Regions from separate parts of the Capra hircus genome. Here region 2 is linked to region 1. Evidence: chromatin contacts called from public Hi-C data. All regions are on one chromosome and are shown on one strand. The core of a region is the stretch at or near the end of the contact, and the rest is flanking DNA. Distances in the headings are between cores, read along the strand shown.

Evidence for each region. Hi-C and Micro-C count contacts between places; a contact is called where the count stands out from the background.
Region 2: a contact with region 1 is called in a Hi-C map of liver, with 3 times the contacts expected there. The contact joins the enhancer-like site here to the promoter of SMU1 in region 1. A contact is called at or near these places in 4 of 5 Hi-C or Micro-C datasets (blood and liver).

The regions. Positions count from the first base shown.
Region 1 is chr8:74,630,947-74,637,362 of ARS1.2, reverse strand. It overlaps SMU1 (WD40 repeat-containing protein SMU1), which reads left to right and starts at 3,235. Exons shown (of 12, transcript XM_005684052.3): 1 at 3,235-3,360. The coding sequence starts at 3,335.
Region 2 is chr8:74,771,593-74,778,008 of ARS1.2, reverse strand. No RefSeq gene overlaps it. Among named protein-coding and RNA genes, the nearest start is that of SPINK4, 25 kb to the left of the region's middle. Within about 2 kb of position 4,173, at least 2 of the 5 cell types and tissues checked have an H3K27ac peak or open chromatin away from gene starts, as enhancers often do.

The DNA of each region.
Region 1 (6,416 bases), core at 1,986-4,485:
AATCCTGAGTCTCAAACTTTTCCTAATTAGATTAATTAAACTGTGTTTTGGCTTCAAAATCTTTCATTTATTTAAACTCAACAAACTTTTCCTGCAAATATCGCCTGGTTTGCAATGTATTAATTAGCCCTATCTTTTATTAATTTATTTAGTTTTAATTGGAGTATAATTACTTTACAACATTGTGTTGGTTTCTGTCATACATGAACAGGAATCAGCCATAGGTACACATATGAATTCCATAGGTATACATAGGAATTCCAGTTGAGCTATTTCAAATCCTAAAAGATGATGCTGTGAAAGTGCTGCACTCAATATGCCAGCAAATTTGGAAAACTCAGCAGTGGCCATAGGACTGGAAAAAGTCAATTTTCATTCCAATCCCAAAGAATGGCAATGCTAAGGAATGTTCAAACTACTGCGCAATAGCACTCATCTCACACACTAGCAAAGTAAGGCTCAAAATCCTCCAACCTAGGCATCAACAGTACATGAATCAAGAACTTCCAGATGTTCAAGCTGAATTTAGAAAAGGCAGAGGAACCAGAGATCAAATTGACAACATCCGTTGGATCATCAAAAAGCAAGAGAGTTCCAGAAAAACATCTATTTCTGCTTTATTGACTATGCCAAAGCCTTTGACTGTGTGGATCACAGCAAACTGAAAAATCCTGAAAGAGATGGGAATACCAGACCACCTGACCTGCCTCTTGAGAAATCTGTATGCAGGTCAGGAAGCAACAGTTAGAACTGGACATGGGACAACAGACTGGTTCCAAATAGGAAAAGGAGTATGTCAAGGCTGTATATTGTCACCCTGCTTATTTTAACTTATATGCATAGTACATCATGAGAAACGCTGGGCTGGATGAAACACAAACTGGAATCAAGATTGCTGGGAGAAATATCGATAACCTCAGATATGTAGATGACAGCACCCTCATGGCAGAAAGCGAAGAAGAACTAAAGAGCCTCTTGATGAAAGTGAAAGAGGAGAGCGAAAAAGCTGGCTTAAAGCTCAATATTCAGAAAACGAAGATCATGGCATCTGGTCCCATCACTTCAAGGCAAATATATGGGGAAACAATGGAAACAGTGACAGACTTTATTTTCTTGTGCTCCAAAATCACTGCAGATGTTGACCGCAGCCATGAAATTAAAAGACCCTTGCTCCTTGGAAGAAAAGCTATCACAAATCTAGACAGCCTATTAAAAAGCAGAGACATTACTGTGCTGACAAAGGTCATTCTAGTCAAGGCTATGGTTTTTCCAGTAGTCATGTACAGATGTGAGAGTTGTACCATAAAGAAAGCTGAGTGCCAAAGAATTGATGCCTTTTACATATATATAGTTAAATGTATTTTAATAGCAAACTTATGGGAACAGCACAGAAGACAGACAGCATTAAAAACATGTACTTGCACACAGGACAACTCAGAAAAGTATAGTGAATGGATGGAATCTACTGTATGATAAAAATGCTACAAACACCATTTAGTTGCAGTCAATAAGAAATTTTCTTGTTTTAAAAAAATCCAAATGCTGGCATTATCCAGAAAAATTTAGCAGGTTTATTTATAATTGTTATAAAGTTGAACTGCCGAAACTTGTTCACTGAAACATTTTGACTTTCATTAAGGCTTTATATTCCCGCATTTATGTTAAAAATTCTCACACAAATGAAAATGGAAAAACTGCCAATACCTGATTTCTGTCCCCTATTTTCCACTTGCAATCATATACTTAGGTACCTTTTGACCCCATGGGAAAAAAATATCTAACGTTCAGAACTACCAATAACAGGAAGAAGAGAATTTTTTTTTTTTAAAGAATGAAATGTTTCCCGTCATAGTGGATTCTTAAGCACGTTCTCCACGTATGCGGCATGCTAGCTGGATGTCTTTTGGCGTAATTGTTACACGTTTGGCATGGATAGCACACAGGTTGGTGTCTTCAAAAAGGCCAACCAGATAGGCCTCACTTGCCTGCTGTCAAGCACCAATAGCTGCACTCTGGTAGCGCAGATCTGTTTTGAAGTCCTGAGCAATTTCCCGCACCAGACGCTGGAAGGGAAGTTTGCTAATCAGAAGTTCAGTGGACTTCTGATAACGTCTAATTTCACGGAGTGTCCCAGTACCAAGTCTGTAACGATGTGGTTCATTCACGTCTCCAGTAGAGGGCGCACTCTTGAGAGCGGCTTTTGTAGCAAGTTGCTTCCTCGGTGCTTTACCACTGGTCGATTTGCCGGTAGTCTGCTTTGTACGAGCCACGGTATAGAGACCTCCTTACTTACCCACCTTCTCCTTCGGCTGGAGCTCCGCGAGCTAGAAGAGGCGCTGGCGTTGGAGAGCGACGGCGGCGCGGTGGTGGCTGCGAATATAATTCAGGATTGATGCTTTTGAACTGCGGTGTTGAAGACTCTTGAGAGTCCCTTGGTCTGCAAGATCAAACCAGTCAATCCTAGAGGAAATCGGTCCTTAATATTCATTAGAAGGATTGATGCTGAGGCTGAAGCTCCAATACTTTGGCCACCTGTTGTGAAGAACTGACTCACTAGAGAAGTTCTTGAGGCTGGTCTTGAGATTGAAGGCAGAGAAGAAGCGGACGACAGAGGATGAGATGGTTGGATGGCATCACCGACTTGATGGACATGAGTTTGAGCAAGCTCTGGAAATTGGTGATGGACAAGGAAGCCTGGCATGCAGCAGTCCATGGGGTTGCAGAGTCAGATACGACTGAGCAACTGAACTGAACTGATACATACGTCCCCTCCCTCTTGAATCTCCCTCCGACTTCCCACCCCATCCCACCCATCTAGGTTGTCACAGAGCACTGGGTTGAGCTCCCTGAGTCATACAGCAAATTCCCACTAGCTATCTATTTTGTTTATGGTAATATACATGATTCTCCTGTACTCTCAATTCATCCCACCCTCTCCTTCCCCCACTCTGTCCACAAGTCTGTTCTCTATGTCTGTCAGCCCTATCTTTAAATCTAAACTAACTAAAAATTTTAAAGGCAACATTTAGAAACCAGTCCTTTAAGAACGACTCTTTCTTTAGAGAGAATTAAGAATTCTCTGGACCAGGCACTTAGGTTCAGACTTCTGAAACGCCCTCGAAGCTCCGCCCTGCACAGCCCTGCGTGCAAGCCCCGCCCAGCACTGCCCCGCCCCACACGTAGTCCTGGCTCCTCTTCCGTACACACCGTCTCCGGAGCGAGGGGGCTCGACGTCGAGCGGAAGTGACGTACGTGAGTCGCCGGAGGTGGCGTTGGTGCGTTGCGCGGCTGGGCCTGAGAGTGGAGTGGAGCCTGCGCCCGGAAAGACAGCGCTATGTCGATCGAAATCGAGTCCTCCGAGTGAGTCTCGTGGTGTCGGATGTTCGCGAAGTGGCCGGGCCGGGAGTCGATGAGTTGAGGGGTAGAAGCTGCTCGAGGGAGGCGTCCCAGAGGTTGGGAGTGGAGGGGTATTTACTTCCCCACAAAGAAGCTTTTGGGATCTGACTGCTTCAGGGGCGGGCCCGCAAGAAAGTAGCGAACGGAAAGCCCAAAGCCTGGTGGAAGGCGGCGCGGGGCTAGGGGTAGGACGTGCCTGCAAAACCTGAGTTCTAGCCCTCGCCGACTCCTGATGCGCCCTGGGACTGAACAGATTAGCCATCCAGTCAGGACTCCGGTCTCATCTGCACAAGGGGGCTGCACTCTTAGCCTTCCCTCTCTTCCTGCCCCCATTGAGCACGGTGGTTTGTTTCCTCCCCTGTGCTTACACGGCCCTCTGTTTTTTTCTGCCTAGCTCTTAATCTGGTATTGTCACCGTTTGCCCACCCTTCTAGCCTATGTCGGCGCCTAGGGGCTGCTTTTCATCACAGTCTCAGTTCCTAGTACATCGTAGAGGCTCAGTAATTGTCTTTGGAATGAAAGCTGCTTTTTTTATCAGGTTCCGTGTGGCGCTGAATTTTGGTTGGCCCGTGAGCTTTGTGTAGCCGCAAGGGAGGGACAGAATGTGGAAATTGGGCCAGGAGAATGATAGATTTGGGGGAGAGGGGTACTAATGAGTGACTGAAGAAAGTGTTCAGTGAACTTTTCCAGGACTCCATCCTCTACTTGCTCTTGCCAACGCTTAATAATTAAATCGGCAGATTTTACATTTGCGTCATGAGTGTAAGGGAGGGATCTGCCATAGGAGGAAGGGAGGTTTATTCATTCAGAAAATATTGAAGTCTGTTGTGTACCTGCTCTAGCCCTGGGAATATGGTAGTGAATGAGGCAGACCAAAGTCCTTGCCCTTACAGAAAGGAAGGAAAACAGCAGTAAGTAAAATAGGCTTACAGATGGTGGTAAGTGTTGTGGAGAAAAGTAAAACGAAGGATGATGGAGAGTGCTGGCGATGAAGACAGCTAGGAGTTGGCAGGAGTTGGAAAGCATTCCATACTTCAGACCCTGAATCAAAAATGGGAACAGATCATTCTCCCAGCCCTGAGCTGCTGCATGTTTTTTATTATCAGTAATTGCTGTGTTTATTAAGTATTTTCTCTGTTAGTCACGCTGTAAGCAGTGTCATCTTCTCTTTGATCAGCCCTACAGACTGATCTGTATACCCTACAGACTGATCTGTATACCCTACAGAGTAGGTATTTTTATTAACAGATGAGGAAATAGGCAAAGAGACGTTAACTGACTTGTCCAAAGTCACAGTAAGTGCAGAGCTCTGATTCAAGTCCCAATCTCTGATTCAAATCTCCAAAACTTTTAACTCTTATGTATTACACAAAGAAGAAAGTGAATTTGATTTTGGCTCTAGAAAATACGAGTTCTTTGCAAGCATGGTGTCTCATTTGCGGAGTATAAATGGAAGTGTGCTGTTGGGAACAGTGTGGTGCTAGAACGGCAGGGATCCAAGCTGGGGTCTCTTAACGGGCCCATGAAAGAAAAGACCACTGTGAGTAGCAGTATTCAGTTCCCTTCTGCAAGAACTGTTTTTAAGAAGAGGGGGTTTGCTCTCCTATCCGGGCTATTGGAAGGACTGATGCTGCAGCTCCAATACTTTGGCCACCTATGGAAAGAGCTGACTCATTAGAAAAGACTCTGGTGCTGAGAAGGATTGAAGGCAGGAGGTGGAAGGGATGAGAGAGGGCAAGGTGGTTGGATGGCATCACTGACTCAATGGGCATGAGTTTGGCAAGCTCCAGGAGAAGGTGAAAGACAGGGAAGCCTGGTGTGCTGCAGTCCACGGGTTCACAGCGTCAGACACGACCGAGTGACTGACAACAACAAAATATGCTCACATGCCACACTGCCCGTTTGAATCTTCCTTTTTCCACTTAGCTCTGTTTCCTGGCCAAATCCTCATCTGTAAAATGGACCTAAGAGTAAATGCCATCCTCATAGGGTTGTTTTGAGGAGTAGCTGAGTCGGAAATGCTTAGAACAGTACCTGATATATTGTGAACACTGGCCAAGTAAACATTGGTCATTGTTTTTTGATTATTGTTTCTCTCCTGGGAAAGAGAATAGACTAAATTCCAATTTGAAATCTCTTCCAGTCTGGACAGTGTGACCCCTGATACTCATGCTGTCCGGTAGAAGTATGCATGAGCCATATGTGTACTTCAAAGGCAAGAGAAGAACTGTAGTATAGCAATGTACATGAATTTTTACTGTCTATATGAGAAATTATTCACCAGACTCCTTAATACTAAGCCAGAGATCGAGAAGTTTTAATTGAATATATATTTAACTTGTAAGTTTTCTGTCATATGCTGAAAATTGTTGCTTGTTCTCTCAGTATTTGGAGATTGTCTGGGTCCTCTTTCCCTTGGGAAAGTGTATTCACATGTTTTTATTTCACTTGTCCTGAAATTTTGGTAATAATGGCAGTGGGTAGGTGTTATTTTTGTGAGGACACATAACTTTGTTTTGAATTTGCATCTAATATAGCTCTACTTATTTATGTTCAACAAATCCCTGTTAAAATGGTCTCAATTCATATTTTTTTTGCTGTCATTTAAAAATGGACCAAACCATCCAGTCATTTAGAGTATTCTGTATCAGTGACTAGACTAGGTTTAAAATGTTTTCCTAAAGTGTGCAACAGTGGAATCATATGAACAAGAAACTTGGCATAATAGAAAGATCTCTGACCTTGCAAGTATGAGAGTCTTCTTGGTACTATCTTATTTTCTAACTGACTGTGAGACACAGGACAAGTTATTTCCCCTCACTGAACCCCAGTTCTACTTATGAGTTCGAAGTAGGAACTGGATGATCCCCAGGGTCTTCTGTAACTCAGGTTCTATGGTGTGGGGGTGGGGGAGGGAAGGTTTTACTCACGTGATAAATGGAAAGCAGGTAGTGAAAGGAGGATGGCTGCAGAGAAAAAACTGGGCCTAGTTTTGTGGCATCTTTGGTGAGTGAGGATCC
Region 2 (6,416 bases), core at 2,924-5,423, 140 kb before region 1:
GGCTCAGTGGTAAAGAATCTACCTGCTAATGCAGGGGATGCGGGTTTGATCCCTGATCAGGCAACTAAGCCCTCATGTTGTAGCTATTGAGCTTTCACACCACAACTAGAGAGAAGCTGGTGTGCCTCAATGAAGGATCCCATATACCACAATAAAGATCCTCCGTACAGAAACTAAGACCAGATGCAGCCAAATAAAATTAACAAATATTAAAAGTGGCTTAAGAATGAATATTCACAGAAGCTTCATTTGTAATAGCCACAAAGTGGAAACAATCCAAATGTCCGTCAACTGGTAAATTGATAGACAAAATGTGAAACATACATTGATAGACAAAATGTGAAACAAATGTCAAACATTCATACAATGGAATACTACTCAGCAATAAAAATGAACTAACTCAGTATGTGCTATAACATGAATGAATCAAAAACATGATATAATTCCCAAGAGAAGGCAAACACAAAAGAGGGCAGACTATATAATTCCATGGGTATGAAGTTCTACAATAAGCAAAACTTATTTGTAATAACAGAAAGGATCAGTGTTTTCTTTGAGGGAAGGGTGTGGGGAGGATTTCCTGGGGAAGGCAAAAGGGAATTTTCCAGGGTCATGGGGGCGATGTTCTATATATTGTTTAGAGTGATTACACTGAATAGAGTGGTTAAAATTAATCAAATTAAACATTTAAGATCTGTGCATTTTGGACTTTCCTGGGGGTCCAGTGGTTGAGAATCTGCCTGCCAATGCAGGGGACACAGGTTCTATCCCTGCTCCAGGAGGATTGCACATACAACTAAACCCATGCAACACAACTAGTGAGCCCATGCTCTAGAGCCCATTCTCCAAAGAGTAGCCCCTGCTCTCCGCAACTGGAGAGAGCCCATGCACAACAATAAAGGTCCAGTGCAGACAAAAACAAATAAATAAAATAATTTTTTTTAAATGTGCATTTCATAGTATATAAATTATATCTCCTAAAAAATGGATTTATGTCTCAATTTTGGATTGCTATCATCTCTTGATGAAAGTGAAAGAGGAGAGTGAAAAAGTTGGCTTAAAGCTCAGCATTCAGAAAACTAAGATCATGGCATCCAGTCCCATCACTTCATGGCAAATAGATGGGGAAACAGTGGAAACAGTGACAGACTTTATTTTGGGGGGGCTCCAAAATCACTGTGGATGGTAACTGCAGCCATGAAATTAAAAGACGCTTACTCTTTGGAAGGAAAGTTATGACCAACCTAGACAGCATATTAAAAAGCAGAAATATTACTCTGACCATATCTAGTCAAAGCTATGGTTTTTCCAGTAGTCATGTATGGATGTGAGAGTTGGACTATAAAGAAAGCTGAGTTCTGAAGAACTGATGCTTTTGAACTGTGGTGTTGGAGAAGACTCTTGAGAGTCTGTTGGACTTCAAGGAGATCCAACCAGTCCATCCTAAAGGAAATCAGTCCTGAATGTTCATTGGAAGGACTGATGTTGAAGCTGAAACTCCAATACTTTGGCCACCTGATGGGAAGAACTGACTCATTGTAAAAGACCCTGATGCTGGGAAAGATTGAAGGCAGGAGGAGAAGGGAACAACAGAGGATGAGATTGCTGGATGGCATCACTGACTCAATGGACATGAGTTTGAGTAAACTCCGGGAGTTGGTGATGGACAGGGAGTTCTGGCGTGCTGCACTCCATTGGGTCACAAAGAGTCAGACACGACCGAGTGACTGAACTGAACTGCACTGATCACCAGGTGGCAGTGGAAACTAATTTCTTTGACTGTAAAGTGCGTGCAGTGCCTAACATTTGTAAATCATGCTATTCGTGAGTGTTCGTAAGAGCATGAGGCACAATTTTATAAGCATGAATTTTTAATTTCAATCAATAGTATTGTGCTGGAGGTCTCCTGTTCCTTACTCTTCCCTGCCCCCACCCACTCAGCACCTTGTTTTAAAGATCTGTTTACATTATTGTGTGTATATCTACTTCATTGCTCTTTATTCGATATAACACTCCAATGATGGATGCCTCATTGTGTCCATCCCTTCAATCATCACAAATAATTTTGTGATAAAATATCCTCTTATATGTTTTTTATGCACCTGTGTGAGAATTTCTCTAATGACATAGCCAGGAGTAGGGTCCTTCCCAACTCCACTCATAATATTTATTTTACCTCCTTATCCCCTCTGCTTCATAAATTTTCCCCAAGTTCTTTGTGCTAAAACAGCTGAATCCAGGTATCATCCATAACTTTTATTATGTATTTATTTATATTTTGCTGCACTGGGTCTTTGATGTAAGTGGACTTTCTCTAGTTTCAGCAAGAGGGGGCTACACTTGTTGCAGAGGGCTGGCTCTAGGTGCAAGGGTTTCAGTAGTTGAAGCTCTCAGGCTCTAGAGCACAGGTTCAGTAGCTGTGGCACACAGGCTTAGTTGCTCCACAGCATGTGGAATCTTCCTGGAGCAGGGATTGAACCAGGGAAGTCCATAAACTTTTTTTATTGACCTGTATTGAAATGGAACTGTGGACAAAGATTCACCAGAAATAATCTGAACAAGCGAGAAAATACAGTTAATATTACTGAAACTTACTAAAAAAGTTCCGGGACATACAGCCATAAGCTCTTAAATTAAAGGAACTATATAATGTGAGTTGTTTTATTTGTATGTCTCCTTACAAAGTGTGTAGTGCTCTTTGTGATGTTGTTTAAATTTACAAAATAGTACTGTTGACTAAGATTTGGATGTCCAAATTTATAATCCTGGATTTTCTTCTACTGAATAAATTTCTCCTGATTCTTTGTGGTAAGAGAGCTGAATTTATGTAACATCCTAAAGGTTTATTACAGGTGATGTCCTAGGAAAACTTTGAAGGTTTCTCAGCTGTGTCTCTGTTGACATTTTGAGCCTGATAATTCTTTGTTGTAGGGAGCTGTCCTGTGCATTATAGAATGTTTGACAGTGTCCTTGGCCACTGCCCACTAGATGCCAGTAACATCCCTTCTCCCTGGTTGTGACAACCAAAAATGCTTCCAAACGTTGTCAAATGTCCAATGATGGGGGCAAAAACACCTCCAGTTGAGGAGCACTGATTTGTGGTAAACAAACTCTGGAATTCACTTGGGACCCTTTGGCTAGACTCTGCCTTCCTTTTTGTTAGTTTATTTCAACCCTAATCTCAACTATCGGCTTCCAAGTGGCTCAGTGGTAAAGAATCTGCCTGCCAAGCAAGAGAGGCTATTTCGATCCCTGGGTCAGGACGATCCCATGAAGAAGAAAATGTCAACCCACTCCAGTATTCCTGCCTGGAAAATGCCATGGACAGAGGAGTCTGGAGGGTTGCAGTCCACGGGATCACAAAAAGAGTCAGACGTGACTTAGCGACAAAGAACAACGATCATCTCAGCTACAGACTGTATTACATGGTCCTTTTAAAAATGTCCACCTCTACTTTCCAGCTGGAATAAAGCTCTGCCTGGAGAAATGTACCAGAACTTTTAGTCTGTTAGTGGACTGAACACCAGGCAGTCTTCTCTAGGTTTCCTGGCCTCCCTCTCTCAGACACTACAGTGCACCAGAGGGGGGAAGAAGGAGTCAGAATTCTCCTGTGTTCCCTTCCCTGAGGAATCCAGAGGAGCAGGAAGAACCCCACAGTGCCTGATAAGATCTTAAAAGCCTGGTGACACCAGTCTGCAAAGGGAACAGACAAGTGGTGTCTGTTTTTTCAATTCTCACCTCCACTCCCCTCATCTCTCTAGATCTCCTTTGAAACTTAATTTTTATCTACAGTCCTTGGATGAGCACCTGGAGTGATAACTGTCACCTATATTTCTCAGCACTATAAGATAAGTCTCTGGAAAGTTCTCTGTGGTCAAATAAGTGAGGACAACACTGCCTATTGAATCTCTCGCTCTTGGACACTAGCAATGACCGTTAGTTTATTAAAGGCTTTGAAAAGCTCTTCAGAAGTGTATGTATGTATGCTCCTCTGTCCATTACTGTTTGAGAAGCACTGCCTTGAAATGAGCGCACTCTCTGACAAGCATGTAAACAAAAACAAACGCAGTTCTGTGTGTGTCTCAGCTGAAGAGCTGACCCAGCAGCCTTCAGGCCAGGCCAGTCAGACAGAACAGGAAGGGAAGGCTGGTGGAGGAAGCAAGTGGCTTCTCTTCTCTCCTCACCCAGCAATGGCTGACTCAGAAGGCCAGGCTGCAGGCATGTCATCCAGGAGTGAGGACAGGTAATGAGGCCATACCTGGGGTCCTTCCTGCTTAGATACCTGCCATGACTGGGAGGAAGGGAAACAGCAAGGTTTGGAGGGGAAGCAGATACTTCCCATTACCCTCCCAGAGACACCATCTCTGCTCTGGACCAGACAAATGGCCAGTCAGAGAGCCCAGGATTCAGGGCTCTGTATGGAGAACTTTCAGCTTCTTCCTCTTGATCCGCATCCTTGGTTAGTGGAGGAGATACAGGGAGGGTTCACAGCAGCCTGACCCATAAGCAAGCAAAGAAGTTTCCGGGCGAGTGCACCTAGATGCTGAGCAGATGGCCTAGTTTTGAAATCTCTTTCCTTCTGCAGGTCATGCGCATGTCTGGGTGTCGCCCTGGGCCCTGGTGGAGTGAGCTCTGTGGGCTGCAGTGAGACTGCAGGCAGGCAGGGTGAAGGCCTGGGGGAGGCTCTTCCCACAGACTAGGCTTGTGATGGGTGGAGGTTAACTAGCCCAGATGTCGGTTAACTAAGGCAGAGGAAACTGAAAATCACAACATTGATAACCACAATGAAGGGTAGCAGAATACGCCACCCCAAAATGAACGCTTTGATAAATTGATTATTTTGAATTGTAAGCATTTGAGAAATAGCAAAACAAGGAGAGGCTTTCTCTGAACTCTCTTTATTGCCTAAAGATAGACCTTCCAGCAACTTCCTTGGCAGTCCAGGGGTTAAGACTCTGCCTTCTAATGCAGGGAATACGAGTTTGATCCCTGGTCAGGGAGCTAAAATCCCACATGCTTTGGGCCCAAAAAACCAAAACATTAAAAAAAAAAAAAAAAAAAACAAAACCAGAAGTAATATTGTAACAAAGTCAATTAAGACTTTTAAGAAGGGTTCTGAGGGTTCTCTAGTTGTGGTGTGATGCCTTCTCTTGTTTAGGAGTCCAGGCTCTCGGCATGTGGGATCCTCTTGGACCAGGGATTGAACCCATGTCTCCTGCATTGACAAGTAGATTTTTTTACCACTAGACTACCAGGGAAACCCCAAGACTGTTTGCTATTCTATAGAAATACTCCAAAGGTGAGTCAGGCAGCAATAGACCAAGATTGGACATGGAGGTAGCATTTGAAGCAGAGGGAAGGACCCACACAAAGCCCCAAAGGCCCAAAAGGCCCTGGGTGGAAAGAGGGGTCAACTTACATGTCTTCATTCAGTCCTGATGAAGCTGGCCTTATTGTGTTTTCCACTCTCCAGGACACCATTGGGCTTCCCTGGTGGCTCAGATGGTAAAGAATATGACTGCAATGCAGGAGACCTGGGTTCGATCCCTGGGTTGGGAAAATCCCCTGGAGGAGGGCATGGCAACCTACTCCAGTATTCTTGCCTGGAGAATCCCATGGACAGAGGAGCCTGGCAGGCTATATAGTCCATGGGGTCACGAAGAGTCAGACATGACTGAACACACACACACATACGTGCATATACATACATGTTTAACATAGCTGAGATCATACTGGCTATGAGTTTCTTGCCTTCCTTTTTCACTTGGCAGTACATTGTAAGCTCTTGCTTGCTGTGATCATCATTAATATTCCATCCTACCCTTTTATAATTTAGTTAACCACATCCCTGTAGTGGTTACAGACTTATATCACACTTCAATTGGGAATGTACAGAAAGTTTGATTATAAAAATGTGATTTCTATACTTTTTGTCTCTAGCTGATCTAGTCTCCTGCACTACTTCCTACACGCTTAATAGGCAAAATTAGCAATGAGTCTAACTAAAGAATAATCTGAAGAAATAATTTGAATAGCCTGCCTTTAAGGCTTTCATCCTTCTATGTGATCCCATTTTGCATGTCAGAAACCTCAGTCTTTCTCTTTGCGTCCTTCTTTCTCTCTCTTTCTTTCTTTTGGCCATATCATATAGCTTGTGGGATGTTAGTTCCCCAACCAGGGATTGAACCCAGGCCCCTGGCTGTGAAAGTGCAGTGTCCTAACCACTGGGGAATTCCCACTCTGCATCTTTTCTGTAACAAATTCTAACTTCTGCTTCTTTTGTCTTCTCATTGATATAGAATCATCCAGGGTCTCAGCAGAAAACTGATAGCTTACTCAAGGCAGACTATCCAGAAAGGTGCCAGCAAGGCTAGTTTAACGCATAAGAAATGGTGAAGCGCCCAGACCAGAGATGT